2 separate regions of the Danio rerio genome follow, and region 1 is linked to region 2. A link is a contact called in public Micro-C data. All regions are on one chromosome and are shown on one strand. Each heading gives the region's core, a stretch centred on a gene start, on an enhancer-like site or on the middle of the called end of the contact. The rest is flanking DNA. Distances are from core to core; before and after follow the strand shown.

The links. A called contact is a pair of places that touch in the nucleus more often than the background predicts.
Region 1: a contact with region 2 is called in a Micro-C map of caudal fin, with 1.6 times the contacts expected there. The contact joins the enhancer-like site here to the promoter of ackr3b in region 2. A contact is called at or near these places in 2 of 18 Hi-C or Micro-C datasets (caudal fin and an unstated tissue).

Annotation. Positions count from the first base shown.
Region 1 is chr6:16,805,312-16,810,723 of GRCz12tu, reverse strand. drc11 (dynein regulatory complex subunit 11) reads right to left here. Exons shown (of 18, transcript NM_001098731.2): 12 at 3,161-3,228; 13 at 2,687-2,769. Among named protein-coding and RNA genes, the nearest start is that of pimr197, 61 kb to the left of the region's middle. Within about 2 kb of position 2,908, at least 14 of the 62 cell types and tissues checked have an H3K27ac peak or open chromatin away from gene starts, as enhancers often do. A contact at or near this core is called in caudal fin, where this site is marked.
Region 2 is chr6:16,723,283-16,728,738 of GRCz12tu, reverse strand. It overlaps ackr3b (atypical chemokine receptor 3b), which reads left to right and starts at 1,714. Exons shown (of 2, transcript NM_001083832.1): 1 at 1,714-1,812; 2 at 5,343-5,456. The coding sequence starts at 5,380.

The sequences.
Region 1 (5,412 bases), core at 1,659-4,158, 81 kb before region 2:
AAGGATGCGTATCTTAAATATACAGCAAAACATACACTAAGTAACATCTGTTAGATTCGTTTAAATTTAGACAGTGCCCTCTTATATTTTTTTATCTGAAATGTGCAATGACATGACTCGGAGCAATGTTTTTTTTTCAATTCCCAAAAATGTAGGCTGTAGAGACAGAGGTCTTGAATTTGGTAAGGCATCCTCTGCTATGTTATGTCTGTTATGTTTAAATTTTGATATGCTTTGTGTACAAATGTGAGCATAAGCTACATAAAAAAGCAAAGTATGTTTTAGCCTTACATATTGAAATCAAGACTACAGCTCTGAGACTGGACTTTATCAGATTAAGCTGTACAAATTAATTCCAAGAATGATCAGCTGGAACCCTGAAATGTTTAGTAAACAAATGACTTCAGATGCAGTTTGGAGGCCAAAATTGTGACCCCAGCAATTGAACTGGGACAAGAGTCTCTGTTTTCAATGTGGCATTACACCCTGCCAAGAAACTGAGAGAGAGAATGATTGTGAAGGGGCCTTCAATGTCCACTGCCAAAGTAAGATCAAGTATTATCTGGTACTGCTGGCAGAGTGGACTGTACGTTTTGGCCAATTCTACTACTATTTCAACAAATGCTAGACTTCTGTAAAAATACAAAATTATTAAAATGTGAAAAAAGTAAAAATATAGATTTGTTGTAAAACTTTGGCTGTACAAATGGTAAGCAGTACTAAAAACACATGAACAAACCAACCCAGGCTCATTCTGAAAACATACCTCCATACACATTTCTGGGGACTGCCAAATACGTCCCAGGAGCTACGTTTTTTTTTTGGAGTTTGTTTGTTCTCAAATCAACCAGAGGCTGCTGTGTACTATTTTTGAGCTTATTAATTTCTTTTACAAGTGCTATTCACAACTGCTCTCGCGAAATACGTCCCAACGTTTTTTTTGCAGTTTGTGTTTTCTCAAATCGACCAGAGGCCGCTGTGTACTATTTTTGAGCTTATTAATTTCTTTTACAAGTGCTATTCACGTTTGCTCTCTTCACATAAATCCTACAGACGCCACTGTTGACTGACTATTAGACTGACTGAATGACTGACTGACTGACCAATCGACTGACCCACCCTCCTCCTTACCTAAACCCAATCAATAGTATGTTAACCCGCCGACGTACATGCCAAGCTAGCTGGACAAACTGGTAACAGCAAGAAAACCGTCCATATGGAGGTAAGCGGTCAGCTGGTAAGCGCGAAAAGGAACGACGTCTTACTGCCCGTAGCATTCATTTTAAAAATTAAATGCAGCCATATATACTTCTGCATACATAATTCGCGATCTTCAGAAACATATAAATAGAGCAACATTTTCAGAATGAGCCTTTGTTGAAACAAGCATATTTTACAATTCTAGTGCAGCATAGTTAAGTTTTTTTGTCATATTGATTACTATCTGTTTATTACCATACTTTTACTACAAAAATAGTAGTACCAAATATGGTACGGTACTATGGTTTCTGAATGTACTGTAGCAAAGCTACGCACAGTGAACTTGTTTATGACACATCACTTATGTTCTTTAGTTGACATTACCATGGTAATTTTTAGTTTTTTTTTCATCAGTCATGTTCAGTAGAGTTTTATATTACATCTAATGTTGATAACTAATGTTTTATTGCATTACTTTAGTGCCATGTGTGCTACAATAATGGTATTTAGTTGTTGTATAAATCACACAGAGAACCTTCTACATAATAATAGGTTTCTTTTCTCGTTGTAAAGTCTCTTTAGAAGAGCTTTTGTCAGTGTATTACAAACAACATAGGCTTATTCGGAAAACGTAGCCCTATAAACATTTCTGGAGATCACAATTTATGTAGGCAGAAGAACGTATGGCTGAAGTTCATCTTTAAAACGAATGCTACGGGGCTTACCTCCGTATGGACAGTTTTCCCGCTATTAACAGTTTGTCTAGTTAGCTTGCCATGTACGTTGGCAGACTTGAGATGCAGAGAGGTGTTGATCACAACGACAGGGTTTGAGTCTGGGGAAGAACGATTCCAAAGCAGGTACGACAAAAACAGAAGCCAAAAAATAAACAAGCAAATAAGAAGGTGAGAATGTGGTAAAGCATGAAAACGTGGTAAAAATCAGGCGAGGGCTTTCTTTTCTGGACTGCTTTTTAAAAACGTTGGCTGGGTTTTTTGGAAGCGGGTGGTTTGGGTCAATCGGTGCTTTTGAAAACACTAATAATTGGGATTAGGAAAGGAGGGTGGGTCAATCGATCGCTCTGTCATTCAGTCGACAGCAGCCTCTGGTGGATTTATGCGAGGAGATCTGACAAAGTGTACACAGTGGCCTCTAGTGGATTCACGGAAATAAAAACTGCAAAAAACGTAGCTTCTGGAACGTATTTGGCACTCTCCAGATATGTATATAGCGGTACGTTTTTAGAATGAGCCTGGATTGATTATTATTAACATTGTTTAAGCAGATTTTTTATTTTAAATTATACAGATTTTTTTAAAGTGCTGTCAAATATGTACACCATTTAAACAAAAATATAACTGTGATACATCTGAAAAAACACAAATATAAAATGCTTAGTTCAAGTATTAAAGCAGAGTTCACTCACTGACACTTTTAAAGGGGATACTAGTGACTTGTCTCAGTAGTAAAAGTGTTTGTTTTTTACCTATGTAATCTGACAGCTTGACATTCATTGGCCTGATTATGATGCCTTCCAGGACAAGTTCCTCATATAGAGATTCTATGGTCCTATATAGGGAAGACAAAAAATAGAGACAGTTTAATAGAGAGAAAAACAGAAAGAGCATTGCAAACTGATCAGTCATGCAGCGTATCTGACGCAACCCTCCATTACATCACAGTGTTCAAAGCCAGCCATGAATTCTTGCGTTCCACATGGATGTCCGCCAGTCACCCTGTGAGCTCCAAACTCTGACATTCACAATAACACTCGAGCACTTTCCAGAAGCACAATCCCTCTATTGCCGAAATCCCACAGTGTTCCGGTGTCTTAACACGTGATTTACATCTCTCGGTCACAGTGGCAAAGGTCAAATTTATTTTAGCAATGATTGAACTATGGTATTATATATTCTTGTGAAACAGACTTTGTATTTTCCACTGGTTTAGTTGTACAAACCTGTCAGCTGTGAGGTCTTTCTCTTTCTTTTTCTTCTTCTTTCCAGTCTTCCGCCCTTTCTTCTTTTTCTGAAGCAAAGAAAATGTGTTTTTAGTTATGATAACAATCACGTAAGAAAGTAATTCTGAATCAGGAATGACAGGGGTGGTAAAGTATGTGTCATAAAACAGTTTGGATATTATGTTTTTGTTTCTGGACTGTATTAAATAAGAATGGAATAAGTCTTAACTCTAATCAAAGTGTGCTTAGATTAGTGTCAGACTGTAAAAGATGTATATTTCTTCTTTTAATATAAAGCATATCTGTTTCAGTATATACTGTATAATCTTCTGACAGTACAAAAAAAAAGGTTTAATAACAGAAGTGTGCATCAATTGACAGCTTATAAATGTCAACTATACTGATTTAAAAAACTAACTTTTTTAAAAACATTTGTTTTACTTAGACGATGCCCTTTCAGCTGCAATCCATCACTGGTAAACACCCATACACATTCACACACATACACTACAGACAATAAGACTGTCATGAAACCTTTATAATATTAACATGACATGCCATGAATCAATTTTTATACATGACTATGACATTATTAAGTTATTGGGCCCTATCATACACCCAGTGCAATACGGCGCAAGACATGTTTGGCACGATTTGTTGCTAATTTTCAGACCAGCGCAACCCTAATTTTCATGTTTCGCACCGCATTTTTTTACATAGCAAATACATTTACACTACTTTGTGGACTCATGGGTATGCTGGTCTAAAAAAGAGTTGTGTTAAGGCGCATTGCGCATTGTTGGTGCCTTCTCTTTTGAGAAATTGAAAAAGAACTCACCATTGACCAAATAAAACCTGCTCTAAAGTCTAGGGCAGAGCACCTATGCAGGTTCAAACGCTCAATACACACAGAATGTAAAGCAATGCACACATATCTTTACATATGAAAAATACTAAAGGATTAAAATGTTACAAAATTATTATTTACTACATAAATATATAAAAAAAAAATACTACTTCATGCCTTCATCTCGGTTTTTTTTTTACTTTATCCATGACAATTTGCATTTTTTATTATAATGTTATTATTATTATTATTAGCAGTATACATACATATTTATATTTGTTTTAATTTTAAAAAGTTTAGATTTATCTACCTGTTGGGTTTTAGAGACGTCTGCATCAGCATATAGGGCATTAGAATAGGATGTGTTTGGACATGACCACACTTTGTTATTATTGTTCATTTATTAATTTGCTGGAAATTAGAACTGATTTTAGAAATATTTTTGGAACAGATCTTTTATTAAATATGTAGGATAATGGATGTCTTCAGTGGAGTACATACAACACTGTTTACTTATCCACAAAAGTAAAGGAGTAAAGTAATGAGTAAGGTACAGTAAAGAGAAAGTAAAGAGATGGTGAATGGAGGAAGCTCATTCTTTATCCTCATGCTGCAGATGGTCTGTTTAAGTTCTTTCTTGCAAGTGAAGCATTCGGTTTTTCCACTTATAAAGTCCGCCATTTAAAATGCACCATGTCGCAACGCAGCTGACTCATTAAGAGAATAAGCAAAATCCTGTTATGCTGCGTTCACACCAGAAGCGAAAAAGCATGAAGCGCAAGTGATTTACATGTTAAGTCAATGCTGAGACACGAATAGACATCCTGCGGCAAAATACGCGTGAATGAGGCGGTGCGAATACCGCGTTTTGCGTGAATAAAGCGCCGTGAGTGGAGTGTTTTGCGTAATTGACGTGCTTATTGCGCGTTTCACGCGAAGTGAAGTTTATTTATAAACTAATTTTGAGAGGATCACGTGTTTATGATTGCTTGCAGCTAGCCATGCATTATTCAATTTATGATTCACCAATCAGACGATTCCTAAGCCACTATAAATACCCTAAGTTCCATATAACAGCCATCTTCATTTTGAAGAATCCCCCCTTCCACCCCTACTCTTCTTCCTTACCTAGATGGGTGGCACGGTGGCCCATTGGTTAGCACTGTTGCCTCACAGCAAGAACGTCCTAGGTTCTAGTCTTCTCCAAGCCAGCCAACGTTTCTGTGCAGAGTTTACACGTTCTCCCCTTGCTCACGTGGGTTTCCCCCGGGTTCCCCGGTTTCCTCCCACCATACAAAAACATGCAACTTAAGTTAATTGACTAATCCAAATTGGCACCGTAGACATGCTCCAAGTAAATAGTTACCTCTTAAGAGCAATCACTACCTGTTCATTAGTTACTACA
Region 2 (5,456 bases), core at 465-2,964:
ACTAGCTACAGTGCTCATCATATAGAAGTACACTCCTCACAAATCTATCTTTTAAATTCATATTTGTATTTTTATTCGTGCATATACAGTACAATATAGATTACTTAGTACTTAATCCAAATCTGGAGCTTATCTAACAAAATAACTTACGATAATGGTCCAAAAACTAGTGTACCCAGATTTATGTTATCGAAAAATTTTAAATACAAGTTTTAAAAAGAGAAAAAATCAAAAGAAAAGAAAAAACAAAAAAACTTAAACATTTTGTAGGTTGTAATTTCTTTTGCAATATTTTGCTTGAATTAATTGTTTGATCTTTCAATTTGTTTGGTAACTAAAATATTATTTTAATAAAAATATCTGTTTAATTAATCTGTTTTGTTTAAATGCACCAAAACACATTGCCTATTCACTGAGAAATGGATACAAATATTAATTTTTAAAATGGGGTGTGGGCGGCGAATTTAAATTTTTATTTTTTTATTTTTTTGCTTTATTAACAAGAACCAGCATGTGGTTTTAATATACAACAAAATCACTTCACATTCCTTAACAAATGAAGATTAAATGAGAAAAATAAAAACAATAAATAAATAAAGATAAAACAGAGAAGGCACATAATTATCAAATTACATTTAAATATATTGCACATATTTGTCCAATTTTAGTTATTAAGAAGAGTTATTAAATGCACCTTTACTACAGGAAATGCATATATACAAACGTTTTTTATGGAAAAATGTCAAGGGAGGAGCATATATTAACTGTTTTAATTGCTTAGAAATCCCTTTACATTCCCAATACATTGAATCTCTTTTTCTAGCATCATGAAGAAATATTGGTAGCGCGGTTACACTGTGGCTATCGCCTCACAGCAAGACAAAACATGAAGGTTGCTTTTTCGAGCATCTGCTGGATCAGTTGGCATTTCTGTATAGAGTTTGCATGTTCTCTATGTGTTATTGTCGGTTTCCTCCGGTTGCTCCGTTTTCCCCCACAGTCCAAAGACATGCTCTATAGGTGGTGATCACTGATTAATAAAGGCACTAAGCAGAAAGAAAATGAATAAATAATAAACATAGGGTGTACTCAATTATGCTGAGCACTGTAAATAATGATAATAACATTATAATAAAACATTAACTGGTACATTCAAATGACAATGTCAATTTCTGCCTAATAACCTAGCCTAAAAAGTGAATTTTAATATGTTAGCAATGCAAAATGTTTTTTTGTTATAGTAACGATATAGCCTAATGGCTAATTCAAAATGTCACCCAACAAAAACTATAGATTAAATAGAGCAAACATACATGTAGCCTATATACATATGTACAAACAAACATTCATATGTATATGCTTCATTTAAATAGGTAATAAATAATGCTAATATGTGTACATTCAGCCTTGTGTAAGGATTTTACAAGTCCTCAATGAAACTTTCGCATGGATATGCTGCTTTGATTTTTCTAAACAACTCTCGTGTGAAAACAAAAACACAAAAGCTTATTCTGTTATTCCAACAGATTTTTTTGTGTGGATTGCTATTTAAAATGGGAGTGGAAATCCGATGTGTCGCACGTCCGCCATTCACATTGTTGTTGGACAGAAACTTGAGTGATTCACTTTTCCGATCTGCCTCGGGAGGCGTAACTCTCAGCACTATATGAGCAAGTGCAGTCAGAGCGCAGAGGGACAATCACGCCATCCTCTCTCTCGTACGGATATCTACAAGACTTTGACATTTTCTCCAGGCATCGGAATCTCATTACCAAAGGCTTGATTAAACGTCTAGGAGCACCAAACCACATCGTAAGTTCATTTTATCGTTTTGTTCGTTTGTGTTTATTTGTGTGAGAGATTTTGTTTTAAAATGCAGCTGTTTTGCGCTCGTATCGGACCATATACTGTATGATTATACTTCTGTAAGATGTTTAGAAGATATCAGATTTAAATTAGATCCCAAAACCAACTTGCTTTGATTCTATACTTTTAAAAAGGCACATTTAAAAACAAATTAACCGAGCCTGAATCTCTCAGCTGGAGATGTGTGGATTATCAGTGTGCCATCCCGCGTATTCGTCCCTTTAAATACCATTGTCCAATAATATTACTTCATGAAACATAAACAAATACTTTTTAAGCTTACATAATGCAGATATTAAGTGTATTTTACCAGTAGAACCTTGAATATGGTTAGGTAGAATAACTCTTTTTGGTTTGTTTTGAAAAAAAAAATCATGTAAATCAACTAATGTAAATAATGAGGTTGTTATGCTTGAGTTTTATATTGTTTTGTGAAATGTTTGTAAATCTGGGACAAAATTTTAATGATGAGCAGTTTTCGTTGCTGTTAAAACTCCTCAGTAAATGTTAAGACAGGCAACTTAAATTATTTTATTTTAGACACACACATATATATGATTATTTCTTTCCAGTGAACACAAATCTGAAAGTTAATGTAAAATAATTGATTTACATTTCTATAATTCATCCTGGTATCTAGTTTCCATCCAGTATCCAAACAAGGGATTTGTTTTACCCCCCATGCTTTTGTTCCTTTTTCACAATTACACTTACAATGAAGTGAATGAATGCTTTTACCATGGCTGATATTTTCCTTCTATGCTTGCAAAACACTTTGGACTGAGACAATACTGAGTTTCAAGGAAACTTAGAGACTTCAAGTGAAAGAGACAGGGAGAGAGGGGGAAGGAGGGACTGAATGGAGAGTCGGTGTGTCCGCACAGCTAACTCTTTGTGCGGGCAAGTGTGCTCGCAGCCTGGGGCTGTGAGATCAGGTGAGGGGCCGCTGTGTTTGAGCTGTGTAAATGCAGCAGTTTTACAACAAGGCTAGGGGACGTGATTGTGGTGCTTGGGGCCGTCTGTAATGGACCATCACTTTTTATGGCACCTGATTTTTTTCAATTGCACCTGGTAAGTCAGGTCAGAGGTTTACGCTGCCCTCTCTGTCTCCTTAATGATGTCAAAGTGGAAAGCTGTAAAATATGTATGTTTCAGAGGAGATTGGGGAATCTTGCAGCACTCTAGATCACAGGATGCATTAAGAGCAGCTGTGTCTCTTCTCATATTTCCTTTAATGATATTAAGGTCAGGCGTTAACCGTGTTCCGGGGTCAAAAACAGCGGGTTGATTTGGAATGAAAATAAACAAGCCTAAACAAACTCTTTCTCCTGATGGCTCTTTAGCAAAACACAGCACGCTTGCAGTTGTATTTTTTATGCCAGGCCAATTGTAAGCTGATATTTTGTTTAATCTTCTCAGTCAGTGCTTCAGAAATGACATATTAAGAATGAGCATAACAGTGTTTATCTTTTCTGCTTCACTGTGCAGAGAAATCTTTTTAAAAGCCCACTGAAATGCATCAGTGTTTTCATTACTATGCAAACCCTGGGGGTTGAAGATCAAATATGTGTGATTAGAGACGCATGTGCATCTGTGTTTGAGTAAGTGTAAATGAAAAACTTTGACAGAGCGCCAGTGTGGCTGCTCTCTGTTCTTTTTAGCTTTTGTCAGTTCAAAGCCTGGCATCAAGTCCTCAAGCTGAGCATATCATTTTTGAGAAAAGACCCTTTCACCCCTGTGTGTCGCAGCGGTTGCCCATCCTCCCCTCTGACCTGCCTTACTCCCATCGGGCATCAGTCTTTTTCTAATGCTTTCAGAAGGGCTATACTCTGCTCATTCAGATCACTTCACTGGCCTGTTGCTTGAGCTGAACTTTTTGCATAGCCAAAATGCCTCCCATTTGCCATGGTTATCTGCTTGGATTTTCACTGGGTCAATGCATCTGCCAACAAGCCTTTGCTCAACCATCTGAGTTTTATAGTTTTGCTGCTGGGCATTTAGACCTTATGTTCTGTACAGAAGTACAGCACAGTCTTTGAGCACTGAAGTCTTTGCTTTTTATTAGTTTAGTCTGAAAATATTACATGCAATTAATGAAGTAATATTTACATATTATGTATTACATTATTTAAAATGTGTCCGCTAAATTAGTCATGTGTAGGGCCAGACACAATCAGCAGACATTTTTTGCTATTTCTGCTGAGAATTTTGTAAAAAAATTCTGCAGATTTTGCGTAATGATTTTAGGAGTATCATAACTAAAAACGTAATTTACTAAATAAATATTAATACATTTTTTACTTTTATTTAATATTTACAATGCAACTGCAAATATATTCACTAATTTGGTACACAAACCAAGTCTCATTTAATATATCTACTAAAACACAGAAAATATTACTTTACAAACTGAGTTGTAAAAAAATCATAAGAACATTTTGATATTACCATTGTTATATCACAAAAATATTAGTGAACTTAATCTAAAAACTGTATAAATAATATCAATTCACACACATTTATTGAGGTAAATACATAGACGGTTTCCCCACCATAATGGGATAAAAAACTTTAGAAATGTGCAGATTTCTGCACGCGCAGATTCCATGTGGGCCTAGTCTTGTGGTCCAACCATCATATAGACATTGATTATTGTGTCTTGATCCATTAATTTCAGAAAAATCTACTTTTTAAAACAAGGCAAAGGTCATTAATATTCTAAAAAGTCATGTGGTTTGAACAAATGATAATATTTATGAATAACTTAAATTGAAAAATCTGTACAATCAAAGTGGTTAAATGTTAACATTCATATAATGAGAGGCGATGCAGTTGCGCAGTTGACAGCCTTACGTACTGCGCAACTGCATCGCCTCTCATTATATAGTAGGTGACATAAAATGGTCTTAAAATGACAATAACATTGTTCATCGCAATTTATTTTGGTGCAATATATCATACAACAAAAATAGATATCGTGACAAGCCTAAGTGTGTAAATATCAAATAAAAAATGTTAACATTTAACCACTTTGATTGTACAGATTTTTCTTACTACCAAAGAACACAATATATTTTATTTGAAAAAATATTTCATTTAATTGCATTTTAACAGTTTAATTAGTTAACATTCAATACATAGAGTACATTTAAATAAACCTGAAAAGTATATTTAATTTTATTTATTACAATATATCATCATTCTTTTCATCTTAGATGATTTAAATTTTATACAACCCAGTAACCCTGGGAAATAAACCCATGCACAAAAACTATTTAGGAATTGATCCTATTAAATAGTACAAGATCCTACCCCCTGAAGAGAGATCCTGGTGCGCTCGAGATGTTTCAGATTATGTGTGTTTTAAAATAAACTTTCTTTGTTATCCCTTTTCCGTCCCTCTGTGCTTAATTGGTCCCTGCTTATGTTTTTTTATTCTGCCTACATATCATAACTGCCTCTCTCTTTTGTTTCAGGTCACTGAAGTGCTGACGATAACAAAGACGGACCAAGATGAGTGTGAACGTGAATGATTTCAATGACATTTTGGATGCACTGGGTGAACTGAACTTCTCAACTCTTGACGATAA